Linked DNA regions of Triticum aestivum: region 2 is linked to region 1. The links are chromatin contacts, called in public HiCAR-type maps. All regions are on one chromosome and are shown on one strand. Each heading gives the region's core, a stretch centred on a gene start, on an enhancer-like site or on the middle of the called end of the contact. The rest is flanking DNA. Distances are from core to core; before and after follow the strand shown.

The links. HiCAR-type assays count read pairs that join an accessible place to other places.
Region 2: a HiCAR-type map of leaf shows a contact between it and region 1, with 5 times the contacts expected there. The contact joins the promoter of LOC123117500 here to the promoter of LOC123117493 in region 1. A contact is called at or near these places in 1 of 5 Hi-C or Micro-C datasets (leaf) and 1 of 1 datasets of contacts at active chromatin or transcription factors (leaf).

Annotation. Positions count from the first base shown.
Region 1 is chr5B:660,375,402-660,380,606 of IWGSC CS RefSeq v2.1, reverse strand. LOC123117493 (zinc finger protein ZAT7) reads right to left here and starts at 2,844. Exons shown (of 1, transcript XM_044538237.1): 1 at 2,078-2,844. The coding sequence starts at 2,732. The coding sequence ends at 2,319.
Region 2 is chr5B:660,482,964-660,487,782 of IWGSC CS RefSeq v2.1, reverse strand. It overlaps LOC123117500 (zinc finger protein ZAT5), which reads right to left and starts at 3,063. Exons shown (of 1, transcript XM_044538241.1): 1 at 2,209-3,063. The coding sequence starts at 2,940. The coding sequence ends at 2,419.

The DNA of each region.
Region 1 (5,205 bases), core at 1,595-4,094:
CTTGTGTGGACCAATCGCTGGATGCCACCGCGACCTTCGAGACGTGACGGATGGGATCGAGCTCGATGGGATATTTGTGGTCGTACGTAGCGCGGGCCGACCGGAGGGGAACGTGTGGTGCCGAGTGGCGTCACCTGTCACGCCACAAGGCGCGTCGCGGCGCGCCTCTGCTTGGCTCTGGAGTTGGACGGCGCGTGAGTGTGACACCGGAAGGGTCTAGAACGTTCTAGAGTCCGAAAGGATATTTGGATCGTACAACATCATTCAGATTTTTCTACGCCACACGTTTTAAGGTCACGCCACGTACGACCGCCACGCTGGTCTTCGTATACAAGTTTGGTACCTTTTGAATTCACAGAAAGAAAAAAGTGTTTGGTACGTTTTGATCTCCTACAGAAAAGTTTGGTACTCTCTCCGATCTGAATTAATTGTCGCAACCACTATACAGTGATAGTTAATTCAGATCAAAGGGAGTACCTCTTTTTACGGAAGAAAAATGGTTAGGTGATCTGTTGATACCGACCTTTTTTTTCTGATGGGAGTTATCCGTCTGCACTGACTGAGACACTGCCACTTCACTGGGCATAATATTTCCTGAAGCGAATGAGAACTTGATAACATTATGATTGATTTTCAGTGACAATCTTCTTTACTATGAATGTAATGGAATTCGACAATTACTCCATTAACGGAACGGATAAAATAGTCCGGGCTCTTGAGTTCGAGGGTGGCACTTTTTTTACAAAAACAAAAGTTGGAGGGTGGCACAAGCATGAGAGTGTGGACCGGAGGGGCCTAGAACGTTCTATCGTCCATGAAAAGATCTTTGATAGTCCTTCAGATTTGTTTAGTGTCTATGCTAGTGGTATGTACTCAACCTAGTATACCGGAGAAAAAAGTTTGGTAACTTGCCGTGACATATGGAGTGATGTTGGCTCTTGCTTGTTCTGATTGATCTATTTCCTTATTATTTTCGCAATACTTGTATTTGGTAAAGTGAATGAGAATGTCCCTAAATTTTAATTGATGACCTTCCTTATTTATGAAAGAGGCTGTGTACATCGTTTTTTTTGCGTGATACATTTTTTCTATTGTCCCCCTCTCTCAGAAATGCTAGAACGGATAATTTGGGTAGCACATTCAGGTCATTTTCTTTCCCGTGTCCGCCCCTACCAACTCATAACAAACTTAGCGCACTTCATACAACCTTTCCATGTTCCACATACGTAATCAGTTAGTTATCCATAATCGGAACCTAGGTTCAAATCACGTACCCACCCGAAGAGCAATTGTCGCCTACTCTCTGCTCACTCTTGTTCTCTTCGTGGTATACACTAGTGTCTTTTTCTGCTGATGATTCAACGCATTGTTACCTGTCATTACTTCTAGCACATCGAGCATTAGTTACATCGAGAGGGCTAGCATACATCCCTGGTGATTCCACGCGATTCCTTCCTTATCCATGCCGGATTCCCTTCCCCGCATGACTTGGGGTTATGCACTCTAGAATAGTTATAACTCGTGTATGTATACACAATTATTTCTTCTATAGATGCGTCATTCCTATAAATGCATTTATATTTTTTTAAACAAGAAAGAAAGTCCAACCAAAACGTGCAGCTCCTAAGCCGCACCGGTCGATGGTCTATGTGGCTTTCCATCTCCCTCCACGAACAAGTATATACTTCTACCAATTTTTTTGACGTAAAACTGGTTGGTTGTGTTGAGCGCGCGACTTAAGGCCAAATCTAGGTGGGGATACAAAATTTATGCGGGTTATGGTGTATTGTCACATTTGTTTGTTTATAATATATATAATTAGAGTTTTTGGACGTTTGCATGTTATTCCAAAGTCTAAACATTTGATGAAATGTTGTTGCCACTACTTCATGACTTGGAGGCCCAAGTGTATTTTGCTTTTCTGTGCAGACAGTTGGAGATGGTAGCATGTGAGTTGTTCGACGACTGAGTCAAAGACCCTCTTTCAAAGGAAAGTATTGCACATGGAATTCGTCCTCGCGGGGTTATTTATCAGGGTTGATCGACTCGACTCGTAGGCGACTCAGTTGGAACAAAATAACAAACGAATCAACGTAACATATATATAGTCTCTGTAATGAACGAATGAACAAGTCAGGAAATATGTACATGTACGTCAAAGTGAACGAATGGACAAGTCCCGAAATATGTACGTGTTCGTCAATATGGACGAATGAACCAGCGATCAACACTTACTAGTGTGCAGCAAATGTACAAATCCAATCGTGCACACAGGTGAACCAGTAAACCTACGACTAGAAAGAAACCAATGGAGCTAGCTAGACGAAGAGCTGGAGCAGAACGGGGGGTGCCTGCGCCGTGGTGGCGACCGCCTCGTCACGGTGCCGGCGCATGTGGCCGCCAAGCGCCTGCCCCATCTCGAACTCGAGCCCGCAGATGTGGCACTGGTGCGCCTGCTTCTGGTCCGTGGTCTTCTTGGTCGCCGGCTTATCGGACCCGGCAGCGAGGCCGAGCGCGAGCCCGTGGCGGCCGCGCAGGTGGCTTGTCCGGTGCCCGCCCAGAGCCTGGAATGACGGAAACGAGCGGCCGCACGTCTTGCACACGAACTCGCCGTCCACGCCGCCGCGGCGCATCTTCTTGCTTCGGTCGGCCACGGCGCCGAGGGCCAGCGAGAGGGAGAGGGACGAGGAAGCGCCGGCCTCATCTCTGTGATGCTTCATTGACGAAACCATGTCGTGGCTAGTCGGATATTTGCTCAACAAGAGTTCGTAGTTCTTTGCGGAACGATGGAGTGGGAGAGGGAGACGAGAGATGGATGCAGTCACTCGGAAGAGCTCGGAATTGGCTGTGGATGTGGCTCGGATCGTGCAGGGTTAGCCTTTTATAGTGCTAGCGGTGGGGACTGGCTGGTACTAGTAGCTACCAGGTACATCGCTTGTGGACGGACCCCCGTCTGGCTCGACGACGACTTGGAGCCCGTCGCGATCGGCGGCGACCTGGCTATAGCGCAGGTCTGGAAAGATAGAACCTTCTCCTCTGCTCACGTCAGCTTGAGTAATTGCTTAGCTTGCTCCCAGGTAGCCCGTCACGCGGTTACGTGCATGTGGACACAAGACCATCTACAACCACATATGATAAATATGACCCCTAAAACGTTTACGGACATGTTTGGACACGTCCGTGGCAATGATCAGACACTTCTTAAATTACCACAACTACATCCGAACACCTTATACTAAATCTTAATTCCATACAGAAGCATGCAAACCAAAAACCTACTTACGACGTAGATTACCTAGCTACTTCTCGTCACAAACGTCGACTATATCCATGCCCAGCTCCGGGTACATGGACGGCAGCTGCAGCTCCGGCTCCTCCTGCTGCTCCGCCCCGGGCTCTTCCTCTATCTCTGCGTCAAGTTTAGCAAAGAGCGCATTGGACACCGCCCGCTCCTTACGGAGAAACTCCCGGTTAGCCTTCTGTTAGAATAAATCCGAGGTACGCGGTCGATCATCCGAGGAACAAGCAATCACAGACAATGACGACACCGGGATTTGTTAACGAGGTTCGGCGAACTCGCCTACTCCCCGGGGCAATGACTACGGACGCTCCTCCCCGAGATACCGCAACACCGGCCACCCAGGCGCCGGCACAAGCCGCCAGCACCCCTTGCGAGCCTGTCGCTATCTAGTCATCATGGGTTACAACGTGGGGTGCCTCCTCATATATAAGAGGCCAAGGGTACAACGTGTCCGGCTCCGACACTACAAGTATCCTACCCACACTACAACACCAAGTTCAAGCGTAACCCAACTAGTACAAAATATTCGACACAAACACACCACATTCACATAGGCCTCATCATGGATGGACTCCGGGATGGTCTGCAGTTCCATCATCTTCGCGTCTTGGGCGACGTGAACTCAGCCTCCGCCTCCTCCATGCTGACTCCCGAGCAGGCTGCTTCGCCTCGTCCTCCTACGAATCCACCACCTTCATCGGCTCTGGCAGTTGCTCTCCCTCCTCCTCGTCCGGCTGTTGCTCCTCCTCCTCCTCCGGCTCCGGCGAGTCCGAAGTCAGCCCGACAGCGATGCAGGCGGCGCGCCTCGCCTGGATCTCCTCCGTGATCTGCCTCCGACGCTCTAGAGTGAGTACATGGTGATTTTCTGTCGGACCATGGCGATGCCGGAGAGCGTGGGAGAGTGGGGGAGAGGAGACGGATGGGCTCGGGTTGCGGTGCAGAGAGGAAGGAGGCGGATGGGCTAGGGTTGGGGGACGCCGGTCGGCTTAAATAGCCGGATTTGACCTCGGGCAACTAGCCGGAGCGGCGCCACGCGGCGTTCGCACAACAGTGGCGGAGGTGACGTCCGCCGGACCGCCGCGTTTCTGAGCGATTCTGCATGGGACACCATCATTAGTCCTAAGTGGCGGACACGTCCGGACACGCCCGGGCGCCCCATATCCGCCCCATATTTGGGCTGGATATGAGGGGTGCCGGTCAGCCTGGGCGTTTAAAGCCCGTTTGAGGCGCCCGACTGAATCGATTTTTTGTGATCGGTCTGCCTGCCCGGATGTTTAAGGCGGGTTTGAGACGCCCAACTGTGGATGCTCTGAGGGCCCGTGGAGTGGAACGCACGAGGTCCATGTCTGGGACGAGACTTGCCTGCGCCCTGGGCGTGCGTCCATCTGTGCTCCCGCGTACGTGGCTTGATTTAATTATTAGAACAAAATAAGGCCCAGGCCCACCCCGTTAAAATCGGGGAGGGGGGGGGGGTGATTAGATTAGGTAGGAAAAAGGAAAAAACAGCCATAAGATAAAGTGAGAGCACAAATGGAAGCATGGAAAGGGAGCAAGCAAGCCTGATTCGCATGTCCGTCGTAGTTGGCATTAGTTGCTGCACCGATTTGACGACCATTCTTTCGCCAAAAGAAAAAGTGCGCGCATACGATTCCACACTTCATTCTTTTCTTTTACCGGGACTGTTCCAAATTTCTAGTTGTGGCTCTTCCTATGGAATTTATCGCTATACGAATGGCTTGCACTACAACACGGTAGAGATTTGAAGGCATCCAAAAACGCCTTTGAAAGGCCAAAAAATGCCTGCAGAGATGTAACACGGCGTTTTAGAAAAATGCTAGGTACGATCGCGAAGGGAAAAGCTTGTGCAGGCACTTTTGAAGAATTTCTCCGATGCTCAGCCTATG
Region 2 (4,819 bases), core at 1,814-4,313, 110 kb before region 1:
CCTTCATAAGCGAACTACTCCCAGTTCAGCTACTCGAGCGACAAGTATTTCGGTACAGAGGGAGTATATGCTTGCCGGTTGCCGCGAGGGCCATGAAGCAGCGAGCGAGCAGAAGAGGAGAAAGTCATGTAATTATGCAGATGGATTGCTCTGATCTAGTTGATCTATGGCACAAACCCGGTACTATAAGGGTAAATGGTGCACATATGTTGAGAGAGATGAACAATTTAGCCGATACTTTCCAGGGTTTCAAGCTTCTATGGATTCGACGAGAAGCAAATTGTGCGGCGCACCTATGCGCACGAGAAGCTCTTAGCATTTCTACATTTACTTGCTTTGATGTACTTCCTGGATTCCTGACTAGGGTTATCCAGTCAGATTGTAATCTCTTGTCAACTTAATAAAGCGAGGTACTAATGTCAAAAAATATTAAACCGTTCCAGTATTGTTCCAAGTGTTTAACCTCAAAAGGGTTTTGGGAGCTCCCTAAAATCGTTCTTCTAGCTCCCAAAACTTGAACTCTCCAACAAAATAAAGCGTAAACACCTAGGCAACCAACAACCGCCCGCGTCACCACCGGCGCCACTATGATTGCTCCATGTCAACCCATCATCTGCCGCCTCTATGTGTGTTGGCTGGTCCCAATGTGACCCAAGCTCAGCCAATGTGAGCTCCAACAAGATTGCCTCTGGCGTGGACATGACTCCCTCCATGGTTGTTTTTCGCACTTTGGGGAGGAGCCACCGCACTGCTCCGACCCCTGGTGCATCTAACACGCGAAAGGTGTCCAACGAAAGGGGCGTTGAGTTTTTTTTTTTTTGCATTCCCTATGCCAGTTGAGGAGGCTTGTTCGTTTTCCCCCAACTCACCACCAAAGGATAAGGAGAAGAGCAGCAAAACACACATACTTGTTTCTCATCCTAGACATGTGTGAATCCCTCGCAATGGTTAGGAATGTTATAAACTTATGTGAGGCTCGTTCGTTTTCCCCCAACTCGCCACCAAACGATAAGGAGAAGAGCAACAAAAGACACATACTTGTTTCTCATCCTGGACATGTGTGTGAATCCCTCGCAATGGGTAGGAATGTTATAAAGTTATGTGAGGCTTGTTCGTTTTTTCCCCAACTCGCCAACAAAGGATAAGGAGAAGAGCAACAAAAGACACATACTTGTTTCTCATCCTGGACATGTGTGAATCCCTCGCAATGAGTAGAAATGTTATAAAGTTATGTGAGGCTTGTTCTTTTTCCCCAACTCACCAGCAAAGGATAAGGAGAAGAGCAACAAAAGACACATACTTGTTTCTCATCCTGTACATGTGTGTGAATCCCTCGCAATGGGTATGAATGTTATAAAGTTATGTGAGGCTTGTTCGTTTCTCCTCAACTCGCCACCAAAGGATAAGGAGAAGAGCAACAAAAGACACATACTTGTTTCTCATCGTGGACATGTGTGAATCCTCGCAATGGGTAGGAATGTTATAAAGTTTTGTGCCAATTTCAAAAGTACGGATTTCAAATGTTGCTTATTCTTGTCTGGTTGAAGCATACAAGCTAAGATCAATATGATCTGAAAACGAAGATGAAATGAGGTTTATGCACAGAAGTGTTGAGAAATAGCAACAAGTAACTCTCTTGAGAGTTGAGTCTATTGAGGATCTACTAAAACAAGGTCGCCCAATAGTCTAATTATTTTTGCAAGACCCCCCAAAACTGGTCAATTATTAGGTGTTAAGTATTGTGATCGGTTAGAGTTGCTTAATCTTCAAAGCACCCACCGTCATGCCTTACGTTTAGCTATGTCTGCTTTTGGGTGTGGTGAGTATTAGATAAACATGAATCGATATTCAGAAGTGACTATAGCATAGTAGATATTTATAGCATCTTCTCGATTCTCATTTCCTTCTCCACTTGCACAAATGTCGACATTTGTCAATAGTGTGCTCATATCTCTCGATGGGTCACTCTGTCGGGATGTAGACTTATGGTAGCTGTTTCCGAACAGGCGGAACACAAATAAAAACACAGGTAGTGGATCGCGGTTTCTAGATCTCAAACCACTTGATATTTCGGACACCACTATACTGTTAACGTTTCGACGAAGTTGTGAAGGTAGCTTTATATTGCAAAATTTTACAAACTTAGGCTCCGAATTGGACTTGTGATCATATACAAAATGGCCCCGCAAAAATAAAATACAAAATGGGGTGAACAGCAGTGTGAGAACAAGATTCTGTCAATCACATTTACAACAAAAGAATTTGTCTTAGCTATGTACAGTATCTGTTAAGAAAACGAACCGCTCGAGCGATGAGCCAATCTCATTCTGAAGATATGTACAAGTCATGATTTTTTTTTCTGCGAAATAAGTCCTGAACTACTAACAAGCAGAGCTGCACAAAGATCCAGCTAGCTAACTAGACAAAAAGCTCGAGCAAGACTGGCGGCCGGTCCACGGCGGCGTGCTGGTGCCCAGCCTCTTGATCCGACAGCGCGACCCACCGGTCCATGGCGCCGCTGAGTGACATCTCCTCGCGGTGCCGCCGCATGTGCCCGCCCAGCGCCTGGCCCGTCTCGAAGCCCAGCCCGCAGATGTGGCAGTCGTGCTGCTTGTCCTCCTGCCGCTTCCGCTGCTTGATGGCCCTGGCGACGCCGACGCCGAGCTCCAGCCCATGGCGGCCGCGGAGGTGGCTGGTCCGGTGCCCGCCCAGCGCCTGGAACGTCTCGAAGGCACGCCCGCAAGTCTTGCACACAAACTCCCCCTCCCCGGACGTGGCCACAGCTCTCCCCCGCCGCGCCCTCTTCCTGGGGACCATCGCCGGCGCACCGGTCGAGCTGTCCGACGTCGTGGTGGACGTCGCCGAGGAGTCTGTGCTGAGCGACAGCGCCAGCGACACAACCCGCTCCTCCTCCCTCGCGCGCTTCATGCCCACTCCCATGGATTCGCTGCTTATCTGAATAATCTCGCGCGTGGAATTCGGTCGATGCTCTGTTGTGCTGTTGGTCTGTGAAAAGTGAGAACTTGGTACAAGTAGGAAGAATGGATGGATGCTCTCATGGGCGGCCGCTGTTATATATAGCTTGTGATATATAGGTTGTGTGGGTAGGAGACGGTGGCGTGCGTGTTGCTGCCGGGGGAGCTTACGTGTGAGCCAAGTTGGTGCGGGCCGGCCGGCGTCTGGCGCCTGCGGACGAATCGTCGGAAGCCACCGCGACGTTCTTGACGTGACGGATATGATCGAGCTCCGATATTATATCAGTTTTGCAGATAGCTCGATTGGATATTTTCCGTCGTACGTAGCGCGGTCGACCGGCGGCGAACGTGTGGTGCTGAGTGGCGTCACCTGTCACGCCACAAGGCGCGTGGCGCCGCGCCGCTGCTTGGCCACGAGGGCGGTGGCCGGAATCGGCGATTGATCCATTAATTTAATCCAAACTCTAGAGTTGGACGGCGGCGCCGGCGTGAGCGTGCGGACTGGAAGGGTCTGGAACGTGCTATTATACTTCTTTCGTTTTTATTTACTCTAGGTTTGACTGAGATTACTTCATAAAGTTTGACCTAGTTTATAAAAAAAATTACCATGACAAATCTATATGATGTGAAATCTATAAAGTTTGTCCGGTCTATCGGGTCTCGGCGCTGGGGGCTACCCAGGGGTGTGAAAGGCGAGGCCTTTCCAGTCGTCTCTGTGGTTGGGGTAGCGACGGGACTCGGGTGAGATGGTGTCAAGGTCTTGGATGCCGGGGCGGCGGCCCTGGTGGTGGTAGCGCGGTGCTCATGGGCAGAACCCGTGGCTTGGTGCTGTCCGGTGACCATCGCCGTGTGGGCGGCATGGTAGCTGGGTGTGTCATTCGGTGACGGTGAGTGTTGGCCGGGGTGAAAACATGATCTATTTTCGGACAGACGGCGGCAGCGTAGCGCGTTCCCTTCTTGAAGGCGTCGTCCCGACTCTCATCGATCATCGTGTTGCTCCAGGGAAAACTATGATTCTCGGGTCGGGCGGTGGCAACACGTTAGCGTCGGAACCTTGGAGCACACGGTCCGTGATATGCAACTTCATCTCTTCACGGTGGCATGTTCACGGTGGAGGACCCCGATTGATTTTGTAGTGTTAGGGATGCTGTTATTGCGCTCAGCGCCTATGTATCTCGCCTTGGGTGTGTGCGTGTGTTGTCGTGGGAAGCGTTTGTACTTGGGCTGTGGTTGATCATTGCTTTATATATAAAGCGGGATGAAAGCATTTTTCGATAAGTATATTTAATAATAAATCTAATGGTATTGATTTGTTATTGTATATGTTAATATTTTTGTTTATAAATTTTGTTAAAATTTATAAAATTTGACTTTGACCATAACTATTACACGGATTCAATAGCGGAAGGAGTACGTATGTGGAAAGATTTCCTGTTGCGTCAAATCTTTCTGACTTCAGACTTCTTTGGTGTGTGCTCTAACACATATGTAACGTGTTTTGCACGTCAGGAAATGTATAATAGCAAGGGAAATGCATTCTCGACATTTATTTTCTTTTTGACAAATCATACTAGTCAGGCTCCACTCTATAGAATCTCGATTGTTCTATTGGCCTTTTTTATTGACAAATCAGATTCTTGGCATAGGAAAAAGATACTTCTAGAATAATACTCCTTCCGTCTGAAAATGCTTCTCAGAGAAATGGATGTTTCTCCAACAAGTATTTCTGGACGAAGGGAGTATGAGATAATAGTAGGGATTCAATTAAAAGGCTACGTAGCAGAATCTTCTGAGATGAAAAATTTATACAACGGATGATATTTGTTTGGATTTGCCGTCTTTCA